4 separate regions of the Gossypium hirsutum genome follow, and all the other regions are linked to region 3. The links are chromatin contacts, called in public Hi-C maps. All regions are on one chromosome and are shown on one strand. Each heading gives the region's core, a stretch centred on a gene start, on an enhancer-like site or on the middle of the called end of the contact. The rest is flanking DNA. Distances are from core to core; before and after follow the strand shown.

What was found. Hi-C and Micro-C count contacts between places; a contact is called where the count stands out from the background.
Region 1: a contact with region 3 is called in a Hi-C map of leaf, with 2.5 times the contacts expected there. The contact joins the promoter of LOC107921006 here to the enhancer-like site in region 3. A contact is called at or near these places in 2 of 34 Hi-C or Micro-C datasets (leaf and petal).
Region 2: a contact with region 3 is called in a Hi-C map of leaf, with 4 times the contacts expected there. The contact joins two enhancer-like sites. A contact is called at or near these places in 2 of 34 Hi-C or Micro-C datasets (both in leaf).
Region 4: a contact with region 3 is called in a Hi-C map of leaf, with 4 times the contacts expected there. The contact joins the promoter of LOC107922546 here to the enhancer-like site in region 3. A contact is called at or near these places in 5 of 34 Hi-C or Micro-C datasets (all in leaf).

Annotation. Positions count from the first base shown.
Region 1 is chrD01:21,095,542-21,099,588 of Gossypium_hirsutum_v2.1, forward strand. It overlaps LOC107921006 (pentatricopeptide repeat-containing protein At4g14190, chloroplastic), which reads right to left and starts at 2,025. Exons shown (of 2, transcript XM_016850858.2): 1 at 1,451-2,025; 2 at 1-558. The coding sequence starts at 1,675. The coding sequence ends at 487.
Region 2 is chrD01:21,017,572-21,021,851 of Gossypium_hirsutum_v2.1, forward strand. No RefSeq gene overlaps it. Among protein-coding and RNA genes, the nearest start is that of LOC107921460, 11 kb to the right of the region's middle. Within about 2 kb of position 1,655, at least 7 of the 9 cell types and tissues checked have an H3K27ac peak or open chromatin away from gene starts, as enhancers often do. A contact at or near this core is called in leaf, where this site is marked.
Region 3 is chrD01:20,859,404-20,863,165 of Gossypium_hirsutum_v2.1, forward strand. No RefSeq gene overlaps it. Among protein-coding and RNA genes, the nearest start is that of LOC107922081, 33 kb to the left of the region's middle. Within about 2 kb of position 1,603, at least 2 of the 9 cell types and tissues checked have an H3K27ac peak or open chromatin away from gene starts, as enhancers often do. A contact at or near this core is called in leaf, where this site is marked.
Region 4 is chrD01:20,662,173-20,666,012 of Gossypium_hirsutum_v2.1, forward strand. LOC107922546 (MFP1 attachment factor 1) reads left to right here and starts at 1,466. Exons shown (of 1, transcript XM_016852629.2): 1 at 1,466-2,240. The coding sequence starts at 1,595. The coding sequence ends at 2,068. It overlaps LOC107921189, which reads right to left and starts at 602. Exons shown (of 5, transcript XM_041087295.1): 1 at 33-602. The coding sequence starts at 101.

The DNA.
Region 1 (4,047 bases), core at 775-3,274, 240 kb after region 3:
ATGGCACGCACAAGCATATAGTTTGCTACCATTACATTTCAGCTTCAAAGTACAGAATAGGTGTCAGTCATTACCCTGAATCTTTTGGTGAGTTGTATTTTAGATCAACACATTCAGTGCAGGTCTTCTCGTCCTTATCTGCTTGAACCACTTCAAACATTTTTTCGACCTATACTAAAGAGTACAATTACATGTCAAGGATGAGCTGAAAGGGATAGGCGATTTTCCTGCCATACTATATAAAAATATTTTCACCTCTAAAATGCTTCAGTGTCTATTACAGACGGGTTTAACCTAAAAAATCAATGGCCATTATGGCCTGGAGTCTTTTATCATCAAACCCTTTCGAGAAAAACCTTATCATGTAATGGTTCTCTCTCTTGAATCAATAATCACTCTCCAAAACAATGCAAAACTTTAAGCAGGTATCTGGGTTATCCTTTTTCTTTGGGCACACAATGGCAGCACAAACCAACCTGTTAAAGCCTATGCATCCTTATTCTCAACCATTAAATTGAAGAAGCAACTTGAGACTAAGGCTGAAGCTGAAGAAGCAACCTGTTATAGACAATAATTCCCTATCAATATGCGATAGTACAAGAAGCAACCTGAGACTGAAGCTGGTTGGGATTCACACCAGAATCAATCAAACAAGGTCAGAAAACAATCATTGAAATTACAAATCAATAAGCATAAGAAAGAAGTATAAGAAATCTTGAGCCAACTCAAAATGTATAAACAAAAAATGCTCGTAACAGCTACACATCACAATCTTATGATCTTTTCATAGTTCAATTCATTGATTCTTGATTTATCTATGTTCTTCCACATACGAAAAACCTGTTCACAAATGCATAACCATTAAAAAATCAAAGAATAATCGAATAGAAAAACTAGAAAACATCCCATGTTTTGCAATATTCTGTATTTTCCCATCCATTTTCTATCCCTTTCTCAGTGACCAAACAGAGTGCCATTTCCATTCGGTTCAAATAAAGCATCAAAATAATCATTACAACCATAGAACCCAACTTCAAAACTCAATAAAAATCTAAATTTTAAGGACTATCTATATTTCCTATATTTTTCCCATCCATTTTTTAACCCAAATTTCTCATTTTCCATTCCTTTCTCAGAGACCAAACAAACTTTCCTTTTCATTCAGTTCAGATAAAGCATAATAATAAATCATTATATACTTATAACCCAACTTTCGTATGTAGTAAAAATTTGAACTGTAAAGACTAAATTCACTGTATTTTCCCATCCATTTTCTAACCAAACTTTTCCTTTTTCCATCCTTTCTCAGAGACCAAACAAGGTCCCATTTTCATTAAGCATCATAATACATCATTACATCCTTAAAACCCAACTTCCAAATTTAGTAAAAATCTGAACTTTAAGATCACAAAATTATTAAAACACAGAGAAAGAGCAAAAAGAAAGGAACCTGGAGGATTTCATTGGATCTGAAGGCATGCTTGAGAAATTTAACTGTAGCCCAGAAATCATTTTTGGTCCAATCTCCATCATCTCCAAGTATTTGCATAGGGCAAGAGCCCTCATTCTCTGGCTTTTCAATTAAAGCCATGAGCCTCCGGTGTTGATGGTAAGTCTCAACAAGAAGCATGGTATGGCTTTTGGAAGAGCAACCATCCGGCGATCGCCGCGGCATTGATGGTGATGAGCGAAGAGAGGAACAATGCCCGGTTGATTTTGGGAAGTGGGTTTGGATGAGAATCGATGGAGGAAATGAAATGAGAAGGAAATGAGAGGCTGACCCAAGAAAATGAATGGAAAATGTCTTACAGAAATAAAATCTGTAAATAGAAAATATTTTTCGCCAATCAAACGTCGGAAAAGTTGGAAATAATTTTTCAAAAAATTAATTCCACCGATCAAACAGACCTTAAAAGTTTTTTTAGTCACTCGCATCTTCAACCACTGCCAATATTTCTTATTTCATTTACTATAAACATGAAACCTAAGCGATTGAAAAATAAAACAAAGAAAAAAAAGTGAGGAAACCTAAGAGAAGAAAGATGAGATTGGGCCCTTTTGTTCTGTACGGTAAGTGGGGTCAGTCAAACTGGTAGATTTGATTGGGCTACAAGGCTTTCAATAAAAGTGAAAACTAATCTAGCATTGGGTCTACACATTTTGATGGGGTTTCATTTACTAATTTGGATAATGTACCTATACATGTCTTCATTAAGAGGCAATCACATTAAGGTCAAGGCTACATTAAGAACGTGATAGTGTACCCTTGTATACCCACTAAATGACGCAAGCCACACGCTACATTCAACCGAGACTATAAATTTTTTAAAAAAACATTATAAATTTTACCAAAAAAATTTATAAATAGAAAGAAAAAATCTCAAAACTTTTCATTAATTTTGATAAATCCATAATCCTATACATAAATTTTGATTTTGTCTAAGTTTATAATAAAATTTATTATTCATATTTCACAATACAAACATAATTATCAATATAAAACCATTTTACATTTACATACCGCTTAAATGAATAATTATTTTTATCTAATATATAAAAATAAATTGATTGTGGAATATGTCTCGCATTTTGGTCAAATTAAGACACAAACAGACAGCGGCATCGTGACAAGGAGCCATGCGATGTCACGAGAACGCAATGAAAAAACAAGGAGAAGTAGAAATGATGTCACGACAACACAATAAAGGACGTGGAGACGTGGCGACTTGTCATGTAATTTTCTCAATTTTCTTCTTCAACTCAAATTTCGATTATTTGTCTTAATCTAACTCTGATTAGTGTAGATTATTTTAAGATAATTTAACCTACGAATTTAGCCTATAAATAGGTCATTTTCTACCCTAGAAAGATTAACCCATAACATATTTAAGTATTAACTTTTACAAGCTTTCAAGGAACGGGTCATCCAGTAAGACAATCGGTGTAGGTACCGCTCAGATCAGGATGCATAACAAGACAAATAGGACACTATTAGATGTCAAACATGTACCTGATTTAAGGAAGAATCTCATCTCCTTGAGTATGCTAGACTCGAAGGGTTGTAGAATTAACATCAAGTCAAACGACATTAAAGTTTCTCATGGAGCTTTCATTCTGATGAATGGTCAAAAGACAGACAATCTTTATGTTTTGCAAGGTTCAACGGTGACTAGTAAAACAACAAATCCCTTGTCTGTTAATGAGTCAGAGTCGACTGGTTTGAAGTAAAGGCAATTTGGTCATAGAAGAGAAAAAGGTATGACTATTTTGAATAAGTTCGCTTTGGGTACAAGATTTGAAAAGACAGAGCACTACATTCGTGCAAAGCAGGCCTGAGTCAATTTTGATTTGATAGTCCACAAGTCAAAGACTAGAAGTCTTTCGATTTCAAAGTTCAAGCATGGCTTGGACTTAGTTAATATCTTGCAAAGTTCAAGATAGGCCCGTGGCGGGATCGATAAAGAAAGCATTATGGAAATACGAGTCAAGGTGGAGAATTGTGGAGTATGCCTTGCATTTCAATCAAATTAAGACATAAACAGAGAGCAACGTCACGACAAGGAGCCATGCAACGTCACAATGATGCAACGATGAGACAGGGGAAAGAATAAACGGCGTTGTGACGACACAATAGGAGACGTCATGATGTAGCGATGTGTCATGCAATTTTCTCAGTTTTTTTCTTCCAGTCAAATTCCGATTATTTGTCCTAGTCGAACTTTGATTAGTGTAGATTATTTTAAGATTATTTTACTTATAAATTTTGCCCATAAATAAGCTCCTTTCTACCTTAGAAAGATTAACCCATAAAACATTTAAGTATTAGCTTTTACAAGCTTTCAGAGAATTGTGTGTTTATATTTTTAGGGTTCTTATTTTTGAGTTTCGGGGTTTAGTTTTTATCTCCATATTTGTGCTCTTCGTTTTTGTCGATTTAATGAAATTATATTTTCCTGTGGTTTTTTATCCTCATCGAAGGGGTTCTTTCACGTAAAATTTGTGAATTTGATCTTTTCAATTTCTTCGTTCTTTTACTTATTCATTGTT
Region 2 (4,280 bases), core at 405-2,904, 160 kb after region 3:
AGTATGATGAAAAAGGTTTACGTGAAGGATTTGTTTAATGATAGCAAAGATGGCTGGAACAAAGATAAGGTGTCGGAGTATCTATGGTGTAAATATAGGGGACCAAATCTGAAATATTCCCATTATTCATAATGGCCCGAATGATCGTCGTATTTGGTTCCATAACCCGCATGGGGTGTTTTCCTCTAAATCTGCTTATTCGTGGCTGATTCTCAAGCAGATTGGCTGTGGGCCTCACAGGATTTTTTGGAAAATTATTTGGAAGCTAAAAACCCTCCCGAAAATTCACATATTTTGCTGGAGACTCGGCCATAATATGCTGCCTACATATGAAAAAATATTCAGTTTTCACACTGGTTTTGATGATAGCTGCCCGAGATGGGGGAAAGAGAGGGAAACTCTCATTCATGCTCTGAAAGACTACCCGAAGGCTCATAAGGTGTTGAAGGCTGGAGGTTTTGACAACAAGATTCTGAATGGGAATTATCTCTGTTGTGCTGACTGGATTGAGGATGTTGCGAGAGTACTGGATACCAAGGCGGTGTCTGACTTCGGCTCCATTTGGATGTGAGATGGAATTTTAAAGCATATGCATTTTTATTGTACCCTTTTTGTTGTTTAGATTATTAATGGTGAGGTGCATCTCCACCATCTCATCACACTTCTGCTCAATTTTCAACTGGAGTGAACTAGGGCAATGGGTGAACTGGGCAACCAGTGAAAGGAGTAATTTCTTTTTTGCCCCTGCAATCCTTTTAAAAAAATTATATATGTTAATTTTATTTTATTATTATTTTAATCATAGATTAATATTAATATGTTTTATTAATCAATATAAATATAATTTCTAATAATTTTTTAATATAAATACAATTTTAATATATTTTATCTATTAAATAATTTAAATTTATTATATAATTTATTAAAATATTTATAATAAAATATTAAAAAATATATTTTAATATTTTATTAAATTAATTTATAAATTCACATATTTTAATAATTTTATAAAAGTAAAATAATTTAAAAAATTTTATTATATATCAATTTTAAAATGATGTCCTTAATAGTTATTTTTTATTCTCATCTCACTGCTACAGCTGCGTTTGAATCCAAACACACACTTCACCATTATTTTTAATCTCACTGCTAGAGTATCCAATCTCACCGTTAAAGTAACTAATCTCATCGCCACCGCTATTTTTAACCTCATCGGAGCTAAACACACCACCCGTCCAAACTAAGTCTTTTATCACTGTCCCTTGGAATGTCTGGAATAGCAGAAATAATAGTATCTTCAGGGGTTTGAGGAAGACGCTAAAGTTACCTAGGACCGGGCAGCGACTTTGAGCAAAGACTTCCGGATTTGTAACTTTTTGGAAGACCCGATACTTTCGAGAAAGCCGGAGAATAAAACCTGGAAGAAGCCGCCTCAGGGTATGATAAAAATAAATTTTGACGCCTCTGTTCATGGGAAGTCTGCTTACTACGGGTTGGTGGCCAAGGATGATGATGGTTTTGTACTTGGTGGGAGCATGGGTTTTGTGAATAAGGAGTTGCAAATTGAGTGGGAGAAGATGCAGGCCATGGAAGAGAGCATTAAATTTGCTCGGTCTAAAAATTGGAATTTAGTGGAGTTGGAGTCTGACTGTGCAAGTCTTGTCAACCGGTTCAACAGAAGGCAGGAAGATCTGACGATGTCGGGCCATCGCTTGCGGGAAATCCAGATGCAAACGAATTTTTTTAATCAGTTCAATTTTAATTGGGCCCCACGTTGTTGTAATAAGGTTGCTAATGCTCTTTGCAATTGGGCCAAAATGAATAATTGTTCTACGGTTTTTAATATGGATTATCCGACGGATATCCATGAAATTGTATTGAATGATGCCATTAATTGAAGTTTGACTCTCGAGTCCTTTTATCAAAAAAAAAAAATTATAACAATCCCAAAGCATAAAAATCATTAAAAACTAACCTCAAAATTGATCTCATGCAAAGACTTCCATTGCTGAAACTTCAAGGTGTTAAAGATGGAGTTTCTTTAATTTTGATCAATTATAGGCTAGGAAGATGATACTTTTAATTAATTTGTTTTTTTACTTAATTAACCTTATTATAAAACCATTAAATCGTCCATAATTGTCCACTCATAAAAAATGGTATATTTACCACATAAACCTCTTTACGAATTAATTTAATAGCTATTTAATCCCTTTGACTTATAGAACTCAAGTTTTACACCCTATGCGATTTAGTCCTTTTTATCGAATTAAGCATGCAAACGGTAAAATTTCTTAACCAAATTTTTATACGATAATACTAATGTGCTGTAGAAATTAAAATAATAATAAAATAAATATTTTCACGTCATATTTGTAATCCCGAAACCACTATTTCGATTTCCCTAAAAATAGGTTGTTACAGGTTAAACTTGGTTTAATACCATTTGAGAATTATAATTTTGATGTTATATCAAATCTTACTTTGCTAAAGTTGCTATGTTGTGCCATGTTAGGTGAAATTGTTTTTGCTAAATGATTTATATCTGTTAAATGATTAAGGTTAAAAGGAATGGCCTAATTGATATTTGATATTGTATATTGTGATTGGAAATGGTTAAATGAAATTGGAATGATGTAAATGTTTCTTATTATGCTCAATGGTTCGATGAAATGGTATTTATTTGGATTGAATTGTATAAATTGGAAATGCTATATGACTAAAATGATGACAGGTGTTCCAAAAATGATATGTTATATAATGATAGGATGATACAACTGAAGTATATAAATATTTGATGAAACTGATTAAACAACATTGAATTGAGTTGAATGATACTGTATAAATGGAATTACTTTAAGACTGCATCTGATGATCTCACCTTATTATTGTTAAATGTGGCACTAGGAAAGTCATGTAGTAGCTAAATTTGTATAATAATAGTGATCGAGGTGACTTTACTTTTTTTAATTCCTATGAACTTACTAAGCATTCGTAATGCTTACTCTATTTCATTTTCTGTTTCTATAGTTGGCATTTTATAGAACGTGTCTGTCGAATCACTCTAGAGCTTACACTATCCAGCTTCTGACTCGATAGACTTTGAATCATCCTGGAATCGATTATGTGGCATGTGTTTAGGTTTTAATGTGTTTAAGTGTTTATTTTGGGATGATAGTGAAATGATTCATATATATAATGCTTGTGTTGAATGTGCATATGATATGTATATAGTTTTGATGTGTATAAGAGTTTACTTGGAATAAGGATGACTTTAATCCTTAAAAGGCATTTGAATTGAATGCTTAATTGGCATGTTATAATTGAGTATAAAGGTAATATCATAGGTTATAATTAACGCATTTGAATGGCTAAATGTGTTTGTACAAATGGTAATAATTTGATGAGAATGGTACCTAATTGTTTGATAGTTTGTTTAGATTGAAATGATCATTGTGTATTGGTACCATTGAGGCATGTTAGTTAGTTGATTAAGAAGTTGATTTATGGTATGTTTTGGCTTGGTTTTGTAATGTTTTGAGTAGATTTACAAATTGCCAAAATGTGTTTTTGAGGCTACCTTTGGAAAATGATTTTGAAACAAGCACTATATGGTTAAATTTTGTACTACAAAGGCCGGCCACATGGCTGTGTGTCAGACATGGGCTAGCCACACGCTCGTGTGAGTACTATAGATTTGGTCAGTTATTTTTGACACGACCTTAGTACGATACACGGCTCAGTCACACGACCATGTGACCACTAGATGAAGATTTTGGTGTTTTGACCTATACGGCTTTAGAAAGTTACACAGGTTGGACACACGATTGTGTCCCCTATTTTCATGATTGTCCTTATCGCTTGAAAATGTTTTAATTTGATCTTTATTTGTGCTCAAGTCAACTTAAGAGCTTTCGTACGCTCGATTCAGACTCGAATCTAATTGTATATCATAATATTTGAGTGTTCATGACATGATTGATTATTTGAAAGATTTATTTATGATATAATTAACCTGTAAATTTTGGAAATGTTGCAAATTAGTCCTAATTAAATATTGGGTGATACTGGAGCATACGTAAACTCGTATAAGGCCTGAGAAATGTTGTATTTGGTTATTATGAATTGAACTGACTATGATTTTAAGATTTATGTTTAATTTGAGTATTAATTGTGTATTTATGAAGTATTACATGTTTATTTGAAATAATTGATGTGAATTGAATGTGTACTGTTTTGGTTATGACTGTAGCATTATGTAGCTCGAGTCCAACGATCGG
Region 3 (3,762 bases), core at 353-2,852:
TGGGTTACGCCAGCAAGACAACAAAACTTCCTAAGATACACAGGTAGTTATATTTCATTCCCAGAAATATAATACTTTGTTACTTATTGTGTAAAGTCTCACTAAGTTCATCTGAACTTACTATTGTACTGCCTTTGATGTAGGATCAAAATTATCGAAGTCGTAGTGGAAAAGACCAAGCCAGACCCCGCCAACATTGCGCTAAGGTTGCGACAGTTATAACATGCGTATAAAGGGACACCCTTAGAGGCCACACCTCATGGATCATGTCGGTTATGTCTGTATCAAAGTCTACATTAAAATTTTTGTAAATAACTATCAAGTTTATTACAGTATCAATTTTGTACAAATTTATTTCGTAAATGTCATGAGTAGAAATTAAAATTTTAAATCTGATAATGTCTAAGTACATAATTAAATTAGTTTAAAAATTTGTTAAGTTATGCAAGTTGATTATGACATTCAGAACTCGGACTTGATGATCGGGTTGGGCATAAAGTGTTACAGTAAAAGTGGTGCCTCCCTCGATTCTGTCATTGAGAACCATCGATTCATCTCTGACTCGTTCACCTAATTTCCATCTCTGTTTTGGTACTTTTTGCTCTGTGTCGAAACTCTCGTTCCTAGTCTGCCTCAAATCTACCACACCGCTAAAGTTTTTAGTTCGCTGTCAAAATATGTCTTCAATGTCAAAGATCTAGGGACGTATATGATACGTCTCCATTTCCTTTGATTCAGTTCATCAAGATTGGATCTGGGTAACTCTCGATTTCACGTTTTGGTTAATAGGTTAGTAGCTTTAACCAATTTTAGCGATGGGGATATAGTAATCCTAAAATTATATAATATTTTCTTTGGTTTAACTCAGAGAAGCTTGAAATTCATTTCGTTTTGGTTGTCGGTGTTGTCAATTTTAAAGATCGTCTCTTTCACCTTCTTTCTTCTTCTTTGCTTCTCTGTTCTCTTTATTTTTTGAATCCTTTCGGCTACTGGTGTTGTCAATTTGATGGATTTGGCATTTGGGTTTGACTTCGAGTAATGGGGGCTTTTGAATCGTTAGGTTGCTATGGTGGGAATGATGAAACAGAGTAGATGGTTGTGGTGGTTTTAGGGTGATGGTTGAGTAATAATGGTACGATGAAATATCAAAGGAAGTGGTAAAGCTTGGGAGCAAGCTATGGTGGGGTAAATGGAGTAATAATATGCATTTATATAATATTTTTATCAAAACATTTATATAATTAATATTAAAAATTATTATTTAATTATATTTTTCATTATTAGTAATTATTTAATTTAATACAAAATATAATTTAATTTAAATATTTTTACAATATATTATTAATATACTTAAAATATTTTTTATTTCTAAGGGTAAAATTATCATTTGTGATCATTCCATATCTGTTCTGCTCAACTAAACGTATGAATACCATTACAATATTCATTTTATTTAATCTAACCAAATCACTGTTATGCCTATTTAATTTTATTATAGTCATATTTCATTCTCACAAAATGACTACGTTAAGATATAAATTTTATGATTACTTTAGTCAATGAAGAAATAGTTTAAAGGATACATATATTTTAAGCGTGTGATATTGAAGCCACATGATAGGCGGAATCCAAGTAGTGATCGTATACGACAGGGAATCCCAATTTTAGTCATAACATGGAATCTCTTTCTTCACTTTATAATTTGTCGTTGTTTATTAAAGAAATCAAAATACCATTTGTCATTCTCACAATGAATCCATTTCCATTACGCCTTTGACATTCATTCCTCACCATTTACATTATAATCTCTTTTTATCTTTTTCTTATACCCAACACTTCATATTAATCCTATCTTTTTTCCCAATTAATATATTTATATGTCGATTTTAAATGTTTATAATGTTAAATTTAATCCTAATCCTTATATATTTTAATTTAAATTATTCTTTTTAATGCAAAAATTAATTGAACTATTAAAATTTTAATGATAATAACGTGATAACCCATGTGGGATCTATATGTATTTTATTGCTACTATGAATAGTTTTAAAAAACATTTTATTAAAATTTTTAATTTTGTTTATTTTTAATTTTTATAAAATACATAAGGATTATTATACGTTATCATGTCAATACTATTAAAAAGAATATTTTAACTAAATTTTAAAAAATTGAGATATAAAATAATTAAACAAGAATTCGGGGGATATAAAGGTTAATTATGTTTTTTTTTAATAATGTGTTCATCTAAAATTATTAGATTGGGTTTGAAATGAAAATAACAAGGATTCATTTGTCCAAAGGAGTCTAAGAAAACAAGTGCCTTTGTTTTTATGCTGAAATTTGTTGGATGTATATGTTATATTTGTTAATAATAATCACAACTACCACTTAACAATGAAGATTCCTTTTTTTTTTGTTATTTCTTGAAGCAATTTGGCAACTCAAATTGTTTAACCTAAGCCACCAATTGACACTGAAAAATATCCAAACTAGCCATATAAGAAGACAATGAAGATTTCTATGCCACCATGGGCTTGAATTTCATGCTCATTTGCCTTTACTAATTTTACCCAATATGTAAGGTATTTTCTTACATCAATAAGTGGGTGGTTGCGACTTTCACAAATATGTATGTAGGTATTAGTACTGATTCACTATTAATCCAGAATTTTCTCTTTTGTTTAGAGAAAATTTGGGCTGATTTTGTGGAAAAAAAAAAGCTGGATGCTAAAGGATCACTTTGGTAGTCTCAAATTTGGGCTGCCTTGTTTTGTTTTAACGTTTTCCATTGAGCTTTTGGGGACCCAAAACCAAATGCCCAAACCAGTTTATTTTCAAAATATTTATGCTCAAATTGACCCAGTTTTTCAACAGCCTTGTTTCTATATTCCAACGGGTTTCAAAAAAGTGTATATATGTTAAGGTATCCGATCTTCAAAAATTGTAGTTAATTTATTTATTTATTTAAGTAAATGATTAATATCATTAAAATACACTGATGTAGCACTAACGATTAATAAACTGATAACACAAGACAGTCTCATATTTTAACACATGGTAAAAAGAAATTTATTAAAATTTTATTAAAAAAATTTCACATTTCAAAATATGAGGCTGCCTCGTTTCACTAGTTTATAGATCATTAATGCCACATCAATGTGTTTTATTAGCATTAGTTAAATACCTTAAAAAAATTAAGTTAGCTGACAGTTTCAAAATTTAGGTACCAGTTAGGTTCAATAAAAAATTTAGGTATCAAGTAAGTATACATTACCAAGTTCAGGTACCTCCGTATGTATTAATCTTTAAAAAAATTTCAAACTCACTATTCTTTTAATAGTTACCCATTTTTTAGATTTATTTTTATTTAATATTTAGTAATTATATATTTTATTAATATTTTTAATTTTATGAAATTTCTAAACATAAACAAGTTAGCATATTTTTAGTATTTACTATTTAATTTTTGTATGCTATAAATTCCATAGTATTGATAAAATAACATATTATATATTTAAAAATAGACCATAATAAATTTAGTTTTTGGTCCAAATCTTTTTTTTTTTACATAATATTAATATAATTGTTGGATCTACATCTTAACTAATATATAATACTTCATTTAATTTAAAAATAAAATAAATATTTTCAGAATTCTTTTTTATTTAACCTTTATTTTATGTTGCTTTTAAGAAAAAAAATTTCACTTATAATAAAAATTTCTATTATCAACAGATATAATGATAAAATGCATTATAT
Region 4 (3,840 bases), core at 216-2,715, 200 kb before region 3:
AATCAATGTGTATACCTTAAGGAAAAACCCACCCATATCATAACACATGTTGCTTTTGTGGATCCTTCACAAAACTCACTCGAAGTTGAAACACCTATCATTTCAATAATTACCCAACAATCAAAAACTATCAAATTAACAAGAAGAAGAATAATAAAAAGAAGAAGAAGATAAAGAAGGGACTTTATAGCCAGTATAAATATCAGATGCTCGAACCCAAAATTGAAATGAACGATGCCAAGGTCTTAAATTGAGTCTGGATTTTTTCCTTGTTGAAGATTTTGCCCCTAATTAAGAAATTTCTATGATCTCTATTCCTATGAGGAAAAGATTAAAAAAGTTGGTGAGGGGCAATGGTGTTTAAGGCTTTGTAAATGGAGAAGGTATTGAAGGTGGATGTTGTAGTTGAAACTGCAGAAAGGATGATGATGAAAAAATGAGGGGGGGGAAGGTAATCTTTCAACATTCCTACTGTGCTCTGAATGACAATTCAGAGGGTGGGGCAAAGAATGCTATTCAACCTCTATTCAGTGGCATTCCATTTAATTAAACAAGGGTTTGTGGTGGGCTCATAGAATTGAGTTGTAATTACATTGAATCAAACAGGGTGTTAATGAATGTAGTTTTTATACAATTAGTCAAATAGATAACTTGAGCATGGTGATTTAGCTTTGCTTACAAGTCCTCTAGACGTTGCAATTAGAAAAAAAGTGATGTTAAAATTCGAATTTTGGAAAACAACATATATTATATTTAAAGGTATTTATGTTTTTTATATTTTAATAAATATAAAAAATTATATGCTTACGATGGGATTTAAATCGAGGCATCTTAATATTTATCCTCTGATTTTTATCATTTTAACCAAAAGTCATATTTAATTTTTATACATAATGTGTGTGCCATAATTTAGTATTATATTATCTATAAAAAAATTAGTATTATATTCAAACCAAAATCATAAAAAAATATGTTATTAATAACATTATGATACATGACATTAAATAAAAAGTTTCTTTGTAGGTTTATCTTGAACTGACACATTAAATATTTTATGATAATTTGACCGTGATATTTGTAATTATGATAAAATTTTATTAATATAATATTTAAACTAAATAATAATTAATTTATTATTAATTAAAATATATTTAAATTACTTTATATATAATTCTACCGAAACAAAAATATTACTGAATCACTTATAACATTATAAATAATAAATAAATATATTTACAAAGCAGTTACAAAATACATATTATTTATTATAGAACTCAAAATAACATTATTTTTAATAAATTTATAATATAAATAAATAATTATAGAAAGTATGGATATGCAAGATATTAATCTTTTAAATATTATACAAATATAAATTTTTAGAATATTTTACATATTTTACTTATCTTTAAATAATAAATAAATGTAGATATAAATGGGGAAAGTTGCTCGGCCCATATTCAATCCCCTTTCTTATATACTAATTACTAATTATTGTTTTAATTTTTTATTGGCTTAAAAGAACTTCCCCTCGCAAACTCGAAATCCCCCCATTACTCTCCGGTCACTGCCCAAAAGTTCCAAACCAAAAGAAATGGCCGAAACTGAATCTACCACCACTGCTCAAGACTCAGCCACCGCAGAAACGGAGCCCCACCAGACCCAGGCTCAATCGCAAATAGATGAAACCGCCGCCAAGCTCAATAACCTTACTCTCCGAATTTGGCCCCCCACTCAACGAACCCGCGATGCCGTTATCAACCGTCTTGTCGAGACGCTCTCTTCCCAATCTGTACTTTCCAAACGCTACGGCACCATCCCTGAGGACGAGGCCTCCTCCCTGGCCAAATCTATCGAGGGGGAAGCTTTCTCAGTCGCCGGTGCGGCCTTCTCCCCCGACGATGATGGCATCGAGATCCTTCAGATGTATTCCAAGGAGATCAGCAAGCGTATGCTCGATACTGTCAAATCTCGCGCTGCTACTGGTGCCGCCGCCGATGCTCCGTCAGCCACGGAAGCAGCGAATGGTGAGGAGGTTTCATCGTCGTCCGTGAAGGCGGAGGCTTGAGTTTGAGGATCCTCGTTTCTCTCTTTCTCTCTCTGTAGGGCTTTTCTTTAGATTGATGATCGGTCTTGCTAGGGTTTTTAAAGATCTGTCTGGTTGGCTCTGGATTTTTCGAGATGCTTAATTGCCTATATACGACGATAATAAAATCTGTAACTGTAATACCATTTCTTTATCTCTTCTTTTTTTGAGGGTTTTCTGTATTGTGGAAATGTGCTTGATCTTTATGAGTTTCTTGGTTTTTGTTGCTTTATTCATAGATACAGTGCCAAATGCAGCTTAAAGGGTGCTAGATATTTTCTTCATTAACGATTTTTCCCAACTAACTCATAAGCATTCTGTACCTTTATTCACTTAGTGTTCCTCCTTCATCTGTTCAACAAACCAGAGCAATCAAGTTGAAACTTGAAAGTCTTGTACGAGTTGATGTGTAGATGAGGTTCTATGCAATAGAGGTTTCTGTATTTTATATAGATCTTATATATGGTCTTAAATCTTAATATTTCTTCAATTTGCATTTATTGTAATCCCTTTTTAGAAAAAGAAAAAGTAATTGTTGATTCAAAATCTTAATGTATTAGGAAAGATTCTTAGGTATACTAGAGCCATCAAGATGTGAAAGTTAAAAGAGATATCTGCTGTGAGCTAGAATCTAACTTCCAAGGGATAGTATAAATGCTAAAGAACAACTATGAGTAGATCTTCATGGAAACTGCATGTTCTTATGAACTGGTATGTATAGTCTCTCGGTCATCTGAGCATACAGTTTATATGAATTGAATATAGACACATGCTTTAGCGAAGTCTTCGTGTTTTTAGTTCTCAAGCTATTTTCACGTTTAGTAATTATGTAACATATGTTTACACTTCACAGTATGTTTCTTTGGGTGATTTGAATGTCATTTTCTTTTTCTGAATAGTGAATTTCTTTTCTTGCTGCATTTCAATGTTGAGTTGCTTCATACTTTTTTTTCTTATGGTTGCTACCAATCATCAATCTGCAGTTTTTGCATTTATTGAACATTTAGAAAAGCATATCAATGTAAGTGTGTAGGATCTAGTTGCCATCACAATGCAGTCAAATTTCTGTCGGCTTTCTTGATCCAACACCTACAGCTACCATCTTGATTGAAGTAATACAAATCCCCAATTTCTCTGTTGATGTCTATAATTTAGGTGGATGGCCATTCCAATTTTTCATTTTGTAGGTAAATGAGATAATCTATCTTTAAGTTGTTGATATCATGCTCCTCCTAGCTGGGGATTTCTTCACATTTGATACAGTACATCTTACTATATAAGCAAGGTTTTTGGCAATTAAGATTTCTGTAAGCTACTCTTCTCGAAAAGCCTATGTTACACTTGTGTCCTTTCAGTTCTTTTCTTGCATTTGCATATATAGTGCTGTAGGAAAGGAGGAAATCTATATGATTCTTTTGAACCATGACTGCTTGGGACGGGTCATGACTTTCCATATTACCGTGTGTAATCCTTGGCATGCTGTACACATTGTTTGTATATCTATGAATAGTTATGTATCTACTAGCTATATACTTTTCTTTTGATAGGCGTATGTCACGAGCCTGCATGATTTGTTTCCAGATTTCCTAGGAAAGTAAGAACACTGAGAAAAAGCAATTGCATTTATTTCTAAGAGTAAATGCTTTCTGAATTTGATTATTGAATGATAAATGATACAAATGAGGGCAAGGAGACAGTTGATTTTTTTTATTCAACTATTTATGGTTGAATCTCTTCGGTACAAATTGATCCAA